2 separate regions of the Sus scrofa genome follow, and region 1 is linked to region 2. A link is a contact called in public Hi-C data. All regions are on one chromosome and are shown on one strand. The core of a region is the stretch at or near the end of the contact, and the rest is flanking DNA. Distances in the headings are between cores, read along the strand shown.

Region 1 (5,534 bases), core at 2,047-4,546, 270 kb before region 2:
ATTTGTCTTGTAATTTTTAAAAATTTCTTCTTTATTTATTTATTTATTTTGTCTTTTTGTTGTTGTTGCTATCTCTTGGGCTGCTTCCGCGGCATATGGAGGTTCCCAGGCTAGGGGTCTAATCGGAGCTGTAGCCACCGGCCTACGCCAGAGCCACAGCAACGCGGGATCCGAGCCGCGTCTGCAACCTACACCACAGCTCACGGCAACGCCGGATCATTAACCCACTGAGCAAAGGCAGGGACCGAACCCGCGACCTCATGGTTCCTAGTCGGATTCGTTAACCACTGCGCCACGACGGGAACTCCTCTTCTTTATTTTTTTACAGCCACATATGGAAGTTCCTGGGAGCGAGGGGTGGAATCAGAGCGGCAGCTGCTGGCCTACGTTGCAGTTTGCAGCAACATGGGATCCTTAACCCACTGAGCGAGGCCAGAGATTGAACCTGCATCCTCCAGAGACAGTGTCAGGTTCTTAATCTGCTGAGCCACAATGGGAACTCCTTGTCTTATAATTTTTTAAGGGTGTATTCGATCATTATTTCTGTTTTAGTCTTAGACACCTCCCTCCCATCGGGATCCCATGATCCTACCCAATGCAAAAAACCCGACAGTCTGTTCCTAATCACTGTGCACCACACCCCTCACTAAGGTTCTGACGTAGCGATTGCATCAAACGCTGCATCTCTGGGAAAGCCCCAGCCTTCTAATGTTCAGGTGACCGTAAAGATGGGGCTGTCAGAGGTACACAAGGCCCTAAGTGAACGCTGTACCAAAACATGCTCACAGGTGCCACTCAGGGAGGGAAGCCGAGGATCACCATCTGCATTGCCAGCTGGTGTGGCATCTCCGGGCGTACAACAGCTGCAGGTTACCTTCTGGAAGGAGCTTCCTGGGGGTCCGCCCTGAGTGAGCCCTCTACGGAGTTACTCCCTGCTCCTCACGGCAATCCTGGGGAGGAGGCTCCACTGTCCTCACTTTAGTGTCCTCGAGAAAACCAAGGCCTGAGAGGGCCAGTCCTCCACACCCCGTACAGCTGAGGCTGGGCCTGCTGATGCAGAGCTGAGAGGGGTAATTTCTTCTGAGGGCAGAATGTTGGCAATACGCTAATTGCCCTGAGCCTTGGTTTCTTCACAGACCAGAGCCTTTCGGCACATCTAATTGTGGGGATTACATCATCTTTATTCTATAAATCTGTTTATAAAAAAAATTTATAGTGTGATCTTTGATCTAGTTGCACCTTACTTTTGATTTTTCACAAGAAGCAATGGTCACAAGACTTTCTGTTCATTTACAGCCTCAATTAACTGAGCAGTTAATGTGTGACTGCAGGCACAATAGGACGGCAAGGGGAAGAATCAGTGTGGACTGGAGAGGTCTTGGAGGAGGTGAGATCTGAACTGTTCTCTGTGAGAGGTGAGGACTTGCAGGAAAACAGGAGGGTGTTCCAGGAAGAAGAAGACATGAGCAGGGGCCAGGAGTCCTGTTACACAAGGGGCCTTGGGGGAGCAGGGCTGCTGGGGCAGGGTCTGGGTGGGGAGGCGGGAGGCAGGGGGAGCCTGGATGCCAGAGATGGTTGTGGTGCCAGGTTTAGGTGAGACTTGATGCAGGAGCCCAGGGAAAGGTACTGGAGACTGATGCGGCCAACAGGGCAGAGAACAGTCCCCGGGGCCTGTTTCATTCAGCACCGAATAAGTCCTGAGGGTTTAGAATTTGGAAAACATGTTCTTAGTTTTCCATCCTTCTTCTGCTTTGCTTAGGTGTTCCATAATTGCTTAATAAATTCCCAGAACTATATATGGTAACAACATAAAACACCATAAACCCATACAAGGACCATGTTGAAACCAACTTTTTTTAAGTGTTATTTTAACAATCTGATGAATATAAACACTCCCCTGGTTCTTAGGAGGTTAACACTTGAGAATTTTTCTCAGGGGCTAGACTTCATCTGTTTCTTCCTCTTCTTAGTTTCTATCTCTGTGATCATTGGATTTGTTTTATATTCCGAATTTTTTTTAACACAAAAACTATTTCAAATACTTTTTGGAAGTAGGTGGAGTACAAATAAATAATTATTGAAATTGTTCTAGATATGTGATCTTCAACATTTCATTATACTAAATAGGACAAAATAGGTCTCCATACACAAGACCTTTTGGACAGAAGATCTGAGGTCCTTTGTAAACCTAACTTATTAAACCTAATTCAAGTTAACAATCCCTGCATTTGTGTGTATAGCATTTTACAGATTAAAAACGTGGGGATTTTTTTGTTGTTGTTAATGTGCATTATTTTATTTGAGCCGCAGAACTCCTGACAGCGCTTCCTTTCATCCCCTTGTATTCAGCAGAGTGCCTATAAACCCAGGTAAAGTCCCAATAAACAAGTGCTTATTAAAAGAATGAGTGATTGAATTAAGTCAGAAATAACAATTCTGAGGTGGAATGTGTAGTAAAAGTTGTTCCCACTTGACTGAGGAAGACACAGTGTTGTGTTGGAGCCATTATGAGACAGGTGGGACCTGGGACCTGGGACCTGGGACTCTTTACTGGAGAGCTTGCACCTGGAGAAATGTCTCCTCCAGCAACACAATACCAAGAAACTATATGGGAAATAACTGCATGCATGCACAGTTCAGGCAAATTATGAACAATAATAAGAAAAGGCCAAAAACCAACTGCCACTTCTGAGGTGCCAGGATCAAAAGCAGACCCCATGATCCCTGCACACAGCACCACCAAGGGGGAGGCAGACCACCTAAGCCACCCCTCTGGCCCAACCCACTGACCCACCCCTACCCTCACCTCATTGAAGCAACCAGCTCACCGCCACATCGGGGATAGAGCACAGGCAAATATTATTTGTTTTTACTCCCTCCTGCTGCAGTAGTCCCACTAAAGCCTTCCCTGAATTCCTCATCTGGCCTCTTATCAATTTATATTGATTAAAGAGTCCAGGGACCCCGGTTGGTAACAATCAGGACCTGCTCAGGAGAGCTGCTGCACATTTCTTCCCAGCTACACTTCCATTAAGTGACTTCACCTTGGCAGCTTGAAACTGGCCACAGTGGGAGTATTTACAGCAAGGAAATCAGCAAAAACTGTAAGTCAGCACCCCTCCCCCTCCACCCCTTGAGAGCCAGTTTTAAAATATTTGCCAGCAAACCAATGAAATTAGGATTCAGACTAGTTAAGTGACTTGACTGAGGTTGAACTCCTGGGTAAGATGTCAAGTCCAGGCTCCTGGCTCTAAGGCCAGAGGCATTAGGGAAACTGATGAGTCAAGGATGAAAGGGGAGCCAATTTCTGACTCTGCAGCACAGCTCTCTAAGTGACAGAAAACCTATCTCCAGGGATGTGAAACATAGCAGTCCTTTTATAGCAGCAATGATAGGACAGAGCATGAAGACCCAAGTCCTATAAAATAGAATAATGCTCTACAATCCCTGTGCCACCAGTTTCCACAGTAAAGATTCAGGGCTTGTCTTTGCCAATTTGTTCATGTGGCATTCTGCTGCCTTTGTTTTTCCGTGTCAGTGAACAGAAATCTATCCCTATGTGTAACTTGTGAAGAAAGGTAATAGTTTATGTAGGTGTGGATTTTGTTGCTGAACACACTCAATAGGTCTCAAGTGGCAACAGTGAGAAATAGTATCGTAACCCAAGTTTCCCTCTGTTCCATGTCCATGTTAAGTTAGTCCTTGGACTCAGGCTGAATCGAGAACTAACTCTCTAAGTATCTTCTTTGTGGGAGGATAACTCTAAACAGTCTCTAACCTTTGCCTACAGTGTGAGCTCAAGTTCAAAAGCTTATGTCACAGTCACAAAACATGGGAAGATAGCTACTGAGTAGATTTTTGTCTTTTGTGGAGGAGACAGACAAATTGCAACCTCTCAAATTTGAATTAATAAATGATAACAGGAGTTCCCATTGTGGCTCATTGGAAATGAATCTAATTTCCATGAGGACACAGGTTCAATCCCTGGCCTCCTCAGTGGGTTAGGGATCCGGCATTGCCATGAGCTGTAGTGTAGGTCACAGACATGGCTTGGATCTGGCATTGCTGTGGCTGTGATGTAGGCCAGTGGCTATAGCTCTGATTCAACCCCTGGCCTGGGAACCTCCATGTGCTGTGGGTGCGGTCCTAAAAAGTACAAAAGTACAAAAATAAATAATAAAAATAACAACTGAGAAAACACATAATTTTCTACACATCAAATGTGGGTTGTAAATTCAAACTTCAGGTTGTTACCTTCCTTCTCAGGTGGATAACATAAGCAAATACTGTTGCACAGGAAGCAGCACCAGCTACTACAATGGGTATCCTGAGAGAAATCTACAAATTTGAAATTACAAGTTTTGCAATAAATTCTGGGGGGAGGGATTGTGATTTCTTCTTCTTCTTCTTCTTTTTTTTTTTTTTTGGCAATGCCTGTGATGTGCATAAGTTCCAGGGCCAGGGACTGAACTACAGCTGTAACCAAAGCTGTAGCATCAAGAGTGCCAGGTCTTTAACCTGCTGAACCACTAGGGAACGCCTGCATTTAACATCCCCATTTGGCTCCTGAACTGGTTTAAGCAAGGGCAGGTTTGTTTAACGAGGACTAGCTCATCAAAAGAAGCTAAGGGGGAAAAAAAAAGACTTAGCATGTAGAAGTTGATGTAGCATTAAGAATTTATAGATAATTTTATCTGTCTGTCTTTTGCCATCCCTGGGCAAGAGCCAAGAATTGCCAGACCATGGGACTTGAAAGACTAAAAAGGTACAAAGTAGTAAACTTTACAGTAGCTCCCTAGAGGATCCTTGTCAGTTTAAGTTCAAAGCTGTTAAACCTGCCACTTTCATCTTTAATACTGATGATTCATGAGACATTGTGAATATCAGATTGATCTCTTAAATGAAAACACCAGTCCTTTTTCCTAATTCATGTGAAACTATAAAATTTAAGTGTGTTTCTATAGAGATGATATAGGGACATTCAGGGGGGCAGGTTTCATAGTAATCTTTTATTTCCCTGACAAGGAAGAAACTGGAATCAGAGCAGAATAATTAAATGACTTAGTTGTTGTTGTTTTTTTATAATGGTCCCTAATATTTCCTAATTCTAGTCTCCTAGTCTTCCCTTTGGATTACATTATCTTCTTTATGGAACTTTGGGATTCATTTTTGTTTTGGCAATGACCAAAGGGTGAGAGGATCACTTTACAGTAAGAGAGAACTTTCGATCCCTCTACTGGTGGTTTCTTCAAACTGCAGGTCTCCACTCAAACATTTGTGGACACCATTTAGCGGGCTGACGTCAGAAGTATGTATTACATATAGTAAGTGTAAATGTTTCTTGGTGAAACTTTGCTTCTGTTATGTGTATATGAATGCAGAGTCAAGATCACTTTCCAGTCAACAATATTCAGCAACAGGGGGCTACATGCAGCAGGATGGGCTTAGGGTGAGGGGAGGAGGCAGGGCCAAGTAAGTGCAGGGTTGGAGCTTGTCTCTATTTAAAATTTTAATGTTTTGTACGTCATGGATTT
Region 2 (6,128 bases), core at 2,436-4,935:
AACTTTCTTGCACAATCTGCATCTGGGAAACCTGACCTAAGACAGTTAGGGCCCTGAGAGGTCCTAGAAAGGATGGCATTATGGTGCTGACCAAATGGCATTGAAGACCCCATTGGTAGGTGGCATGTTGGAAGTCCTGGTCCTGGCCTGTGTAGCAGTTCAGTAGCTAAGACCTTCCCTGGTAGTGACCTGGGATTGGATACAGGCAGACAGGGATGCACCAGTGGTGCAATGTCTGTAGCATTTGAGAAGTTTGGGGAAGATATTAACTATCAGGAATGTAGTACTGGGAGAATATTGCTAAGCACCACTGATGTATTGAAGAAAGTGACAGGTTCAGATTAATCACTTATTTATTGTTTGTTTGTTTGTTTGTTTTTTTAGGGTCGCACCTGCAGCATATGGAGGGTCCCAGGGTAGGGGTCAAATCAGAGCCATAGCTGTTGGCCCACACCACAGCCACAGCAATGTGGTTTCCCTAGCCATGTCTGCAACCTATACCACAGCTTACAACAACGTGAAATCCTAAGCCTACTGAGCAAGGCCAGGGATCAAACCTGTGTCCTCACGGATGCTAGTCAGATTTGTTTCTGCTAAGCCATGATGGGAACTGCTTAATTGCCAAAGTACAGTGTGAGAATCAGAGGGCCTCCTCTCCAGTGTTCAGCCCCTCACCTCCTATAGCAGAGGGCACTACTTGAGAGGATGAATTCTCAGCTTAGGCAAGGCTGTTCCTAATTATTTTGGGCCCCTAGTACTAGAAAATGAGCTGGCAAGTCAGGCCCTGATAGGGAAGATGAGGGACCCTAAAAACCAGAGGATATCTGGGTACATGCCCTTCTTTCCCTGAGCTGGCAGAAGTGGCCCACTCCCCCTTGTTGGAAGATGGGCCTTTCTCCTCCCTGCAAGATTATGCAGCAGCCTCATGAGACATGAGACAATCCTTGCCCTCCTTAGGGTACATCTGCCCCTCCCTTCTCAATCCCTTCTAGAATAACCAGCATCAAAGTACAACATTATCTGACTGGAGAGGAGGCACATAGACCTACAAACATGAGCTCAAAATGTAAAGGTCTTTATACCATGTTTTAATTGCTCCCCAGAGAACCCTGCAGAGAAGTTATTAGGGAATCAAGCCAACTGGATGATTTGGTCAGAAAGTGTCAGCCAACTTCTTCCTTGGCAACCCAATGCCTGTACAAGGGACTCATAAGGGGAGAAGCCTTGGCAGTAGAATAGGAGGCTGTCCATGAACCTACCAGCATGGGCTCCCTGTTGTTAAGACCCACCTGGCTACTGCCACTGTTAACCGTCCAACCTGCCAGCAAAGAGATCCATGTTGAGCCCTCAGTTGGATACTGTCCCTTGATGGCCTCCTGATTTCCTCAGACCCTTCAGGCTGGAAAGTACAGTGATTCACCCTGAGGGGGATTGACCTTTCCTGCCCTCAGTGCCTCAGTTAGCAACACTGTCTTAGGATTCATGTAATGTCTGATCAACAGAACACTGATTGAGGGACTCACCCTATGGCGAAAGAGGAACTGCCATGGGCATAATAACCATGGGACCAACCCCCTGGTCCTACCACACATTCAGAAGAAATATGTGGCCTGAAAGATCCATAGGACAGCCTCTTGAAGACAGGGGTGAGTAGCAGTTTGAATGTGAGACTGAGGGGTTGGGGTGCTAATCTAAACTCAGTATGTATCTTAAAGCAATGGCCATTTTATGGCACTGTGCCCCCAAGCACGTAGAATATATGAATCTGGGAGCAAGAGGTTGATGAGTTGTGACCTTATTCATTACCATACTTTTAGTGACGCATGTGGGGAATTTGTCCTCCCCGTCCCTGCAACTTCAGCCTCAGTCAGTCTAGAGGTCTTGGTTCCCTGGGGGAACATTTCCACCAGGGGACATAGTAAAAGTCCTACTTAAATCTATGTCTGAAAAAAAAATAAAAGTGGAGTTCCTACCATGGCTCAGTAGGTTAAGAATCTGACAACAGCGGCTTGAACTGCTGCAGAAGCATTAGTTTGATCCCTAGCTGGGTGCAGTGGGTTGAAGGATCTTGCATTGCCACAGCTGCAGCATAGGTGGCAGCTGCAGCTCAGATTCAATTCCTGGTCCAGGAACTTCCAAGTGCCATGGGTGTGGCCATTAAAAAAATAAATCTACATCTACCTCCTGCTACCCCACTTGTCCTTAGGTTGTACCTTTGTTCCCTTCCTCCTCATCTGGCACTTCTGCTGGTAGCATACGAAGTGGGTGTCCCAGCACCCACTTGTCTGGCTGTTGTTCTTTTACTAGTCCATTTACAGTTACATCCAGGCAAGAGAGTTCTGGGAGATGTCCCAGTGGATCACAGGAGCACCAGATGTGTTCCTCTCTGCTTCTTCTTTTTTTTTTTTTTTTTTGCTTCTGCTTTTTAGGGTCGCACCCACAGCATATGGCAGTTCCCAGGTTAGGGGTCAAATTGGAACTACAGCTGCCAGCCTACGCCACAGCCACAGCAACATGGGATCTAAGCCGCATCTGCAATCTACACCAGAATTCATGGCAATGCCAGATCCTTAACCCACTGAGTGAGGCCAGGGATCAAACCCACATCCTCATGGATCCCAGTCGGGTTTGTTAACCACTGAGCCAGGAAGGGAACTCCACCTCTCTGCTTCTATTAGGTAGCAGCCTGACTGTCTCGATGATCAGGGATCAATGACTTCCTTGAGCATGGCAACCATTTGCTTTGGGGTTGGGGGGGAGGCTTTATATTTTAGTCTTACTGAAAATTTCTCATTAAATCTCTGATGAAACAGGCAAGGCTTTTGTTAAACCCAACTAGACACATCAGAGGGCACCTGGTTGCTGATCTAGGTGCTTGTTTCCCAATTGTGAAATTTCTTTGACCCCAGCTCCTTGCAACCCTAAAAGTCTACAACAGCAAACGCAGACTTCCCCAGAAGCTGGCAGGGACTTTGACAACTGAAAATGCACTAAAGGAGTTCCCTTGTGGCTCATTAGGTTAAAGATCCCATGTTGTCACTGCTGCAGCTCAGGTCACTGCTGTGGTATGGATTCTATTCCTGGCTCAGGAACTTCCACATGCCATGGGCACAGCCAAAAAGAAAAAAGGAGAGAGGAACGAAAAACAAAAACAAAAACAAAACAAAAAAAACACACAAAAAAAAAAGTGCTGTGAGACTATATGGAATCTGAAAGCAAATCATTGAATACTTAGGCATGATTCCCTTTCTCTTGACCAAAGACAGGTAGGTATAGGAAGTAAACACTTCACATATAGACCAGCCTAGACATTGAAGTTCATGCTCTAGGGCACCAAGCAAAAGATCCTTATTTAGCCTGGTACCCTTGGAAACATCCTGGAGCTCTTGCCTGATGTAAGCTCTGGAGAGCTGCTGGGATGAATTAGGCCGAGTGTGACCCCACTGGTTAACTCCTAGAAGGCAGAGAAAGAGCACAGTTACCAGCATAGCACACGGTTAAGGACTCAAGCACTGAGGGCTTACAGACTTCAGCTCCATCTCTTTGGATGAATTACGTAACTTTGTTGTGCTTGAATTATTTTCATCAATTATTTTACAAAATAGAGGTAATACTATATATCGTCTTGCTGTGAGAATTAAATGCAATGAAGTCCTTAGGCTGGTGACCAGATTGCTGTTAGCATATTATATAGCAACCAGCTTCCTGTTTGTTCCTCCAATAAAGGGAGGGAAAGCCCATGGGCGTAGGCATCACTTTAAGGCTTCCAATCCCTATCCCCCAGGTGAAAATGGTGTACTTGAGTTCATATGATAGAGATGGTCCCCCTTTAAAAGCTGTAATTGTCAGGAGTAAAGGAAAATCTGGTTTGAAAAAAATAGGAAATAGTTTGCCCTTTTGAAAGTTATGTGCGGACTCTACAGTTGTCCCTTTCTGCCACCTAGTGGACAGCAAGGGGAAAGCCATGATTTTATCTTCAAAGTCCAAAAACTTTTATTCTGAGGAAGACAGTTTAAACTCACTAATGGGCTCACCTGTTAATAAAGTTCAGTAATTTTTTTAAAGAAAAATAAAAGATCAGGGAGTTCCCTTCATGGCTGAGGGATTAATGAACCCGACTAGGAACCATGAGAATGCAGGTTCAACCCCCGGCCTCACTCAGTGGGTTAAAGATCCAGCCTTGCTGTGAGCTGTGGTGTAGGTCACAGACATGGCTAGGATCCTGCATTGCTGTGGCTGCAGTGTAGGCTGGCAGCTGTGGCACCAATTCAACCCCTAGCCTGGGAACTTACATATACCATGGGTATGGCCCTTAAAAAAAAAGAAGAGAAAAATAGATCAGGATTTTAAACACCAGGTACTAAATTAAATTCCCTAAATATTTTAGGATTTATGTAGTGTGTGCTAAACATCATCCACTAAAGGAAAAGAGAATACGTGCAGTCCTTATCAGCATGAATTTTCATGACCCACCTTTCCTGTTTTTCCTGCCCTTCTCCACCAATACTCTCTCTGCTTATTCTGGTACATGAATTGGGCAGGGCCGAGACTCAGGGTATATCTTCTCCACACACTGCTAGACCTGAGCTGGCACCAGGGTCATTCTGGTCGTTTTCCAAAAATGCAACTATCACTTGAAATTTTGCTGTAATCAAATCGAATATTTGTCAAGGGCCTGTATGTTTGGTTTAGTTTTTTGTTTTTGTTTTTGTTTTTTGTCTTTTCTAGGGCTGCACCTGCAACATATGGAGGTTCCCAGGCTAGGGGTCTAATCGGAGCCGTAGCCACCGGCCTACACCACAGCCACAGCAACGCAGGATCCTTAACCCACTGAGTGAGGCCAGGGATTGAACCCGCCACCTCATGGTTCCTAGTCGGATTCATTTCCGCTGCACCCCGTCGGGAACTCCTGGTTTAGTTTTTCTAGGGAGAGTATATGTGTGCATGTGTGGGCACTCTGCTTCCTTTTTTCACCATTATGTTTCCTCCCCCAGATGTTTATGAGGATGAAGACAATGGCAGACAAATATCTTCCAAATGTGAGTAACAGTAGTACGCTTGGAGTACCCAGAGCTCTTCTGAGATCCTCTCTTTAGTATTATTGTAATTACTATTAATCATAACAAGTATTATTTATTAAATTCCTAAGATGTACCAAATACAACAAAAGACTGTCCATGAGCTGCACTTTCCTCCCCTGCAAAACCAGACGCCTTGGCTGAGGGACATTCTCCAAGGCTCAGAGGTTCTAAGACTTCTGGGTTTCTTCCAAGAGCCATGGAGGATACGGGTGAAAAGAGTATTCTCTCTGCTCCAAGAGCCCAGGACCTGCGGGGAGACACAGGAGGGCTCACCCAGGGCAGATGCCCTTTGCCTCAGAGAAACTCTCCCCCAGAGGGACTTGTGAGGAGATTGTGGGTGACCCCACCACCTCCCGCAGCCCTTCGCCTCCTCTGTCTCCAAGCATAGAACAGAACAAAGTAATAGAACAGAGGAGGACGTCATACGTTGTAAGCTGAGACTGTCCCACAAACACTGCTTTTAAGTTTATAAGTGTATTTATGTGTGTGACACTGTGCTGGGATGTCACATGTGCACCTCCCTGCAGTCACACTCTAAGGGGTATGGAAGACCCTGCCCTAGACTAAACTCGGGGCCTGTGGGGCCCAGCAGGGGGGTGGCATCTGGGTCTTGACAGCTGAGTGCAGGCAGATCCTTACCTGGAGGCAGCGATCCTGGATGACCCTGAAACACTGCAGTCATCCTGTGGCCAGGTGTGTGGGAGCCCCTCTGTGCCAGCCCTGTGCCCGGCTGGAGCCCCTCCCATCCCTGTCCTATAGGGCCTGAGGATAGAGGGGAAAGCAGCCCCAGCACCAGTTGTCATTTCACCCCAGAGGCCACTTACCCTGTGGAGGGGCTGGAACTCGTCCTTAGGTCTTTCAGTTCCGGAGTTGCTTCCCACCCCTGCTCAGGTCTGCTTCGGGTGTTCTATGGTTGATGAGGTCACAGGGCCCACTCCCAACCTCCCAGCTGGCGCTCTGGGATGATTGGCACTGGGCACTGTCTGGGGCCCTGAGGCCACAATCCCTGGAGACGAAGCCCTTCAGTTCACACAGGTGGCAGTCAAG

Evidence for each region. A called contact is a pair of places that touch in the nucleus more often than the background predicts.
Region 1: a contact with region 2 is called in a Hi-C map of skeletal muscle, with 5 times the contacts expected there. The contact joins two enhancer-like sites. A contact is called at or near these places in 1 of 5 promoter capture datasets (liver), 21 of 47 Hi-C or Micro-C datasets (adipose tissue, alveolar macrophages, blood and 13 more) and 2 of 2 datasets of contacts at active chromatin or transcription factors (alveolar macrophages and skeletal muscle).

The regions. Positions count from the first base shown.
Region 1 is chr13:121,406,688-121,412,221 of Sscrofa11.1, reverse strand. The region is part of intron 5 of LOC100624963 (a long non-coding RNA gene); the gene reads right to left. Among named protein-coding and RNA genes, the nearest start is that of MCF2L2, 31 kb to the right of the region's middle. Within about 2 kb of position 3,296, at least 1 of the 83 cell types and tissues checked has an H3K27ac peak or open chromatin away from gene starts, as enhancers often do. A contact at or near this core is called in skeletal muscle, where this site is marked.
Region 2 is chr13:121,138,053-121,144,180 of Sscrofa11.1, reverse strand. MCF2L2 (probable guanine nucleotide exchange factor MCF2L2) reads left to right here. Exons shown (of 27, transcript XM_021069898.1): 26 at 4,995-5,039. Among named protein-coding and RNA genes, the nearest start is that of LAMP3, 23 kb to the right of the region's middle. Within about 2 kb of position 3,685, at least 9 of the 83 cell types and tissues checked have an H3K27ac peak or open chromatin away from gene starts, as enhancers often do. A contact at or near this core is called in skeletal muscle, where this site is marked.